Linked DNA regions of Gossypium hirsutum: region 2 is linked to region 1. Evidence: chromatin contacts called from public Hi-C data. All regions are on one chromosome and are shown on one strand. The core of a region is the stretch at or near the end of the contact, and the rest is flanking DNA. Distances in the headings are between cores, read along the strand shown.

The links. Hi-C and Micro-C count contacts between places; a contact is called where the count stands out from the background.
Region 2: a Hi-C map of leaf shows a contact between it and region 1, with 2.4 times the contacts expected there. The contact joins the promoter of LOC107952223 here to the promoter of LOC107951311 in region 1. A contact is called at or near these places in 2 of 34 Hi-C or Micro-C datasets (both in leaf).

The regions. Positions count from the first base shown.
Region 1 is chrA02:43,211,122-43,215,354 of Gossypium_hirsutum_v2.1, reverse strand. LOC107951311 reads left to right here and starts at 1,551. Exons shown (of 8, transcript XM_016886315.2): 1 at 1,551-2,070; 2 at 2,170-2,343; 3 at 3,362-3,388; 4 at 3,465-3,627; 5 at 3,699-3,767; 6 at 3,933-4,040. The coding sequence starts at 1,981.
Region 2 is chrA02:43,408,753-43,412,771 of Gossypium_hirsutum_v2.1, reverse strand. It overlaps LOC107952223, which reads left to right and starts at 1,601. Exons shown (of 8, transcript XM_016887495.2): 1 at 1,601-1,920; 2 at 2,008-2,142; 3 at 2,482-2,535; 4 at 2,677-2,703; 5 at 2,788-2,950; 6 at 3,030-3,110; 7 at 3,441-3,548; 8 at 3,891-4,019. The coding sequence starts at 1,825. The coding sequence ends at 4,012.

The DNA of each region.
Region 1 (4,233 bases), core at 302-2,801:
TATAATTTATATTTTCAATACTTAATTTTAACTTTTTTTTAATTTATGAAACAATACCTTAATTAATTTCAAGTTTAAAAATTTATGAGTAATTTAAAACAATGAATAAAGAAACATCAGTAGTATGAGGTGGAGTCGATAATAGGAAACTTGATTACTATTAAGTTTTGAGCACAAGTTTTATGAATAAAACAAAAATTAGAAGAATTTCTTATTGAATATGGAAAACGTTACAAGTTATGTCAGCCGCCTATCCATCCTTGTCTCAACATGTTACAATAGCCGCGAGTTGAGAAATTTTTTTAATGGAGGATTGCATTATAAATATTTAAGAAGTTAAAATGTAAGTTTTTATGATTCCATATTTTTATTTTTATTTTTGAGGAGTTATTATATTATTAATTTATAATCTTATCATTTATAAAAAATTAAATTACAATTTTTTTTAATTTTTAAGACAAAAGCCTTGCTTACCTCTTGTATTAAAATGCTACCCATTTAATATTTTGTTTAATACCTTGGCTTACAATTAGAAACTTCCAAAAAAACTTGAGTGTTATGTGGCGACGAGGCACGCCACGCTTGCTATCCGACGAGATCGTCGTACGAGTATCATCGCGAGGGAGAATGATTTGTCATATATGGCTGCTGGGTAAGGGAGGTGCTATTTCTTTTATTAAATAGTATAGGACACGCCACGCTTAAAGAGTATAAGGGGATGAATGAATCACAATTTTTCTTTTTGCCTTTAATTTATTAATTTTCATGTAATATATGTTTCAAATCCATTTATTCGTTTGATTTCGAACATTCTCATCGTATAAAATTTTTTAATATTTTGATCATATAATTTTTTTTAACACAATATTTAAAATTATCTATAATTCTTTCCTAACCCATAAATAATATAAATGTTAATTGACTAATATAATTAAATTTAATAATTTAACGTAGATAAATCAAAAAGCGAATAACTTTTTTTATTTATATTTCGTGACCGATAAATTAATTTTTTTAAGAACCATGCATTTAAAAATTAATTTTTAAAATAATGACTACAAACAAAATAAATTTTAAAAAAATCTACAATTTAAAATCTTTGAAGAAGATTTCTTTTAATGAATCCAAAAATTAAAACCTGCAACAAAATCATGTATTGCCAAACAAAAAAAAAAGCTTTTGTAATTCAATTCTTTAAAAATTGATTGTAACTTAATTCAGTTTTATTGTAACAATTTAAAAAAAACTCGAATGTATTTAAATATGTATTTTTAATTTGTTGAAAGTCAATAATAATTTTAAATTTTATGCGTGATATATAATTTTATGCATAAATTTTTAAAAAAACTCAAATTAAATTAAAAATTTGAAAAAAATAAGAATTTATTATTATAAATATCATTATCCTAAAAGAAATATTTTGATTTATTTATAATATTGTTTTATCACGTCATATATTACGCCTTGTCTAAATGGCAAAAGTAATCCTGCCAAAAAAGGGAGACACAAAATTAAATAGGGAATGTTCGCGCGAACACAGAGCTCGCGATGAGACGCGAGTTTAGTCAACCTTCCCTTGCTTAATATAAACGGGGGAAGCTGCCAGTGGCCACTTTATCCTCATAAATCTCAGATCATCACTTTCTTTTTGTTAGCCTTTAGACTTGAGAAAGGTTTATCATTATCTATTGAGCTATCTCCCCTGTTCTATTTTTTTTCTTCCTTTTGTTTTTTTTCTTCCTTTCGTTCGTATCTCCCCTGTTCTTCAGTTTTGCTCTTTATCTAAAAGCGTCGACTTCGAGTCAATTATCAAGTTTTCGAAAGATTCAGGCAAATCAAATGGTTTGGAACCGAAAATAGTTGATAGTAGAAAATTGTGGGTAATCAAATCGAGATGCAGCTAAAGTTTTACAACAGAAAACAAGTCAAAAATTTAGTGAAGGTTAGAAGAAAATAGTGATATATTACTGAAGCTCATTAATGGAGGGTAAAGGTACCAAATCGGGGAAAACCCGAGCTCAAAAGGATGCTCATAACGCCCGTTGCGTACAGTACAGGCAGAAAATTAAAGTACAGTGATTAACCCGTCATCAAATTTCTTTCTTTCCTTTTTTCCCATTGTTTATTTATGTCTTTAATTAATTAATGAGTGTTTATTTATAATTGAAGAGGAGGCTCGAGGAGCTTGAACAGGTGAAGACCAAGTACTATGAAATGCTCCCAATCTTCAAGCAGATGCAAACCGAAAACCAGCAGATGAAAATGGAGTTGAAGCAAAACGAGTCTATAATTCAATATATGCAAAATTGTATTCAACAGTTTAAGACTACACTTGAGGCACAGGTTCAGCTCTCTCTCTTAGATTATTATCGTTGCATTAGGACAATAATTAGCTTAAACAATAATAAATTAGTTGGTCAGTAGGTCAATATATGTCAGGGTTGGCCTTGAATACATACATATATGATCCTTACAATTAATAGTATCTTGGAACATGGGAAACCTTGAAGTCTCCTACTAATAGGAAGACTTGTGCTGATTCCTAAGCATAGTCTAACAATACCCATTTTTGTTTATAAGATAATTGTGTTTTTCAGACAGCAAACGAGGCATTGATGAGGCAAATCCCCATTCGATGGGAAGTTGATGTACGGAGATTTGTATTTTAGAAACAATTTTCCCATTAAAAAAATTGCTTATATATTTTTATCTGTGAGGTAGTTGATCGATCCCTAACAATTAAAAGTACTGTCCTCTGAAAATTTTCTCTCTCATAGTATATCGAAAGCCAGTGTGCAGTTAGCAATCACTTGGTGGGGGGTTTTATTTCTAGTACTATGCTGAGAGTCAGCATATAGGAAGTGATTGTCCAATGAGTAGGGACAAAAGCAAGGGGGCAAACAGCGGCATTGCCCGCCCCCTCTTTTAAAAGGTAGATTTTCTATTTAGCTCCTTTAATTTTTATAAAATTATATGTTAGTATAATAGTTAAATTGGACTTTGGGTCTCTAATAATTTATGATTCATTTCTAACTCTTTAAAGTGATTTTTTTGTTTCATCTTTGTCGATGGGCTTAGTTCACTTAGTCAAAAACACCTTAGTTGGTTATAGCTACAAGATTAAAAGAGATGTTAATATTGTGTTTGAAAATAATTATGGAGCTACTTAAACGAGGAAGACTCAAACCTCCAACTTGAGACCTATAGCCCAAATACTTGCAACCATTGTACTACTTGAATTACATAGTTCAAACAAATCTATATCTATTAGGAATTTTGCATGGCACTCAAATTTTGGTTTAATCTATGTATCATTTATTCAAAAAGTGGATATGAATAATACGTTTCCCTTCCATTGCAGGGGCAAAGCTATACTTCTTTTGATGAGGTATGCCAGTTATGTTGTGTATAATTTTTTAGTCTCCCATCTTCTATTGAGTGATGAACTTAACTCTTCATTCCAGTCCATAGGATGGTTTCTGTCTCAAACCAATGTGCAACATGGTCTAGTTTCACCAACTTCTGGAATTGTTGTACAAGATGTTAATGAATTATTGGGATTGGGAGTGAGTGGGGCAACCAAGTTTCAAGCTTCCATGGACAATTTGTATCAGCAAATGGGTTTTGGTAATTTATATAAGCCACACCTTTACTAAATTGCTTGGTGTTGTATTAATAGGCTTTTGACATGTTTGCAGGCCAGTACTATAACAACACTGCTGCCTCTATTGCTGCTGGCCCTTCCTCTGTTGCCCCAAATAGTCAAGGTAATAAAGCAGGTTTCTGCATTCATCATCTTATATTTTGGTTGTTCTTGTTTATGTCTTGCTTTTTTATTCTCCCCAAAATTTGGGAAAGAATTTGCATTTTCTTTTGGTGTTAAATATGCTGGTTAATTTCAAGGTCTTTCATTTAATTGTCTGTTAATTTAGGGGTTGAGATTAATTCTGCTGCTGGATTCCTTGGTACAAATCATGATTTGCCCGAGTTTGATGTTACGAACAATCACAATAACCTTTTCAACTATGAGCTTGGTGCCGGTAATAGATTTTTTTTTTTTTTGCATTTGTCATATTGGTTTCTATCTTGTTTATTTTATTTTCTTTAATTCCCTCCTCCATTTGGGATAGAAAGGTTAAATTTTGCTATTAGTTTACATACTTTGTAAAAGTTACAAATGTAGTCTTTGTACTTTAATTCGGTTGTACTTTTAAAATTTTAAAATTTTAATTC
Region 2 (4,019 bases), core at 352-2,851, 200 kb before region 1:
CAGGGCTAAACATGCCGATATTTATTTATTTTTTTGACTACCAACCAAAAGCCCAATGTTAAAAGCTCAAAGCTAATTAAAATCAATTAAAACAAAATCAAAGTCCCAAGAATTTTGAAATTAAAAAGTAATAGTTCTGAATCAAATTTAGGTTGATAATAACAATACAAAAATTTCTAATTAAATAATCAAACATCTCTTTCAACATATTCTAACATATTATTTTACACCCAAATTACAAAAATTATTAATTATAAGAGGATGACAAAGCCTCAACAGTAATACAATTAGTGCAACTCGATCCCAAATCATACTTAAAATAATAAAAATACTGACTATTAAATCAACACGGGATCAATTAAATGGTAAAATATTAAAAACTCAAAGCAAACATTAATTAAAGATATTAAAAAAAAAAATAAACAAAGAAATTGATGATGGCTACTTTTTCTTCTTAAAATAAGACAAGATTTTATAAAATTTATGTACAATTCCAGTGTTAATTGGTTACCAATTTCAGTGTTAACTTTTCAAAAAAAAAGACAAAAAATTATATAAAAGTGTTTTTATCTTTCGCGAAAAAAAAAACACTTTTTAACTCTCACAGTGTTGATGTTGATAGGCTACTTAAACATGCCTTTAAATAGTGTGAACACATTAGTAGAAATTAAAGTTATACATCAATCATTATATTTATGATTTCTTAACACTTTTAAATTACCATTTTTAAATGTTTTTTGTCATCTTATAAAATGTTTTAATTTATATAATTAACTCGTGTATCCAACGGGCAAAAAAAAATTAGTTTATGATGTTTTAAGCTTATTATTTAAAAAGTTAAAACATCCACTAAATTTTATTACTTTTCACAAATTTAAAATTTAATTGTTGTATTTTTATTTTTAATAATTTAGTTATTTTACATTTTATATTTTTAAATTTAAATTCAATTGTTAGTACTATTAAAATTAATTTGTTAAATTTAGATTCATTACAACATCATTTTTTTAGTTATCAAATGAGTTTTTTTATTTCAAAATACCATATTAATAAATTTAATAAAAAATAATATTTTAATAATTAAATTTAAATTTTAAAATCTAAAAAACAATGAGATTAATTTCTTAAAAATAAAAGCATAAAGACTTAAATTTAAATTTACTAAGAATAGAGGCATATTTTAACATCATCTTCATTATTATGGAACCATATTAGTCTTTGTACTAAAGACAAATGAAACCATATTAGCTTTAAAGGACAGAGAAATTGGGAGTGCAAAATTTGTGCCAGATATCATATTCTCTTAAGTTATACGAGGTCAAACTCCATTTTAGGAGAAAGTATTATATGGAATATGGATATTATTTTTTTTAATAATTTTATGTTACATCAATAATTTTATCTTGAATATCAGAATTTTAATTTAGATTTGATTTTATTTAAAATAAAAATATTAAAATTCAATATAAAAATATTGATAGTACATAAAACTATTAAAAAAAATATAGATATCATAAATTCACTTTTTCCTACAATTCTTTTCCCAATTATGGACGTCGGTTAAGAAAACACCAAGCAAACATTAATTAAATTAAAATTTGGCCAGATAACCTATCGCCTTCAACCTCACACTTGACTTATTTTTCCCACTCTAAGATTCCATAGTCTTATCTGAAGTAGTCGCGCGCGGGAAAAGGTAGAATTAAGATGGCCGCCAATGTTAGAATGGAACCTTCAGCTGTCTATAAGGTGAAGCACATGAGGCCACATTTTACCATTCGTTTTCCAGAGGAGTTGATTTGAAGAAAACTATGCGCTTTTCCAATGAATACAGAGGCCAAACAAAGAGGTACCAAATCTGAGAAGGAGAGAAGGGCTAGACATGCTGCAATCTGTAGAGAGTCTCGACAGAGAATCAAAGTACATTGATATTAAGCCATCATCAATTACTTTGTTTATTTTTTTGAAGTCTTTAATTAATGTTTGCTTGGTGTTTTTATAACTAAGACGAAGCGTGAGCAACTTGAACGAGAGATCCCAATGTTGAAGACTGAATCCCGGAATATGAAAATGGAGTTTGAGAATTACAAATCTAGCACAGAGCTTGAGCTCCAACAACTTAGGAGAACTATTGTGGAACAGGTTTTGCACTCCCTATTTCTCTCTCCTTTAAACCTAATATGGTTTTTGCGAAGGTTAAACGACAACATTGTGCTCTTTTGAAAAGTTGAAAAACATCATCTCTGTTCCAACACAACAATGGAATACTGAAATTAGCAAACAATTAACAGTGGAACTATACATAAATTTCATAAAATTTATTTATCACGATCTTGGATATACTATATATGAGGATTATTTTGGATCATGGAAACCTTTAGCTCTCCTAAAACTTCCTAAATTACTAGGAAGAATAATGATTTATGCTTTTTTTTTCGCAAGCATTAGCATTTTTGTTTATATGATAATTGTGTTTTTCAGAAAGCAAGCGAGGAATTGATGAAGCAACTCTTCATTCATTTGATGGCATACCATGTACGGAAATTTGTATAGTATTAACCGTTTCTCTCTTTTTCTTACAAAAGATCTGCTGCTTATACCCAACATTTGGTCAAATCCATGTTATATTTTATTCAAAGAGATGAAGATGAATAATGTATTTCTCTTCGATTGCAGGGGCATAACTTTGGTTCTTTTGACCAGGTATTCTCTAATTACGTTGTATATGATAATTTCCGATTATCCCATCTTCATCAATTGAGTGCTGAACTCAATTCTTTGTTGCAGGCAGTAAAATGGTTTGCATCGCAGAATTATGCGGGAGGTGGTCAAGTTTCAAGAGCCTCTGGAACTGGTTTACAGAATGTTAATAGATTGGTGGGATCAGTACCGGTTCCAACAATCGACTTTCAAGCTTCGATGGTTGATTGTGATCAGCAAATGTGTTTTGGTAATTATATAACCCTTGAGCCACGCCTTGATTACATTGCTTGGTATTTTGTATTAATAGACTTGTAACATGTTCCCAGGCCAGGACTATACCAACGTTGCTGCCTCTACTGCTGCTGGTCCCGCATATACTGCAAATCATGCTGTCTCCTCTGCTGCAGGTTTGCATTCATCAGCATAAATTTTGGTTCATCTCATTTACTTCTCACTCTTTTCCTCCAACAACTGGCATAGGATTTACATGTTTTTTATGGTATTAAAGTTTTTTTTTTTTTTTGGTTTTGTGTTGGTGAATTTTACTCTTGATTACAAGGTCTTCTCAAGCCTTTCTAATTTACTTGTTAATTTAGGAGTTTGTGAAGAACTGAGCGAGTTCTTCACGTAATTCATTAACTTAGCTTGTAATACCTCAGGTTTACAAAGATTGTAACTGAAAACTAGGCTAACTTACTAAACTGACTACTATTAACAACCTGTAACTGGCATTGTAGTTTGGATTAGTTCTGCTGCTGGCTCTTCCTTGGGTGCAAATCATAACTTGCCTGAGTATGGTGCCATGAACAATCACAATAACCTTTGCAACAGAGACCTTGCTGCGGGTAATAAATTGAGCATTTTGCATTTATTGCTTTGGTTTATCTTGATTATTGTATTTTCTTTAATTACCCCCTCCACTGGGCAAAGAAACTACATGTTTTTCTATTTTGGGGGGTCTTTTATGTTGGTTAATTTCAGTATTGATTACATGACAAGGTAATCATCATATTGGTTCTTGTTTGCATACATCATGTTGGTTCATCTTGTTTATTGCAATTGGTAACAAAATTTCATGTTTTTATCATGGTACAATAAAAAAAAATAGTATTGCTTCTTTGTTAGTTAATTTTACTCCTAAATTTACTTACTCTGCTTTATTTTATTTTATTTTTATTAATATTTAGGAGTTTCGACTATTACTGGCTCCTTGTCGGGGGCAAATCCTACTCTGGTGTTTGGTTCCATAAATAGTAATGAGAAAGATGATGATCTTTTCGACATTGTTAAATTCCATCTTCAGAGTTAGTTTGGAG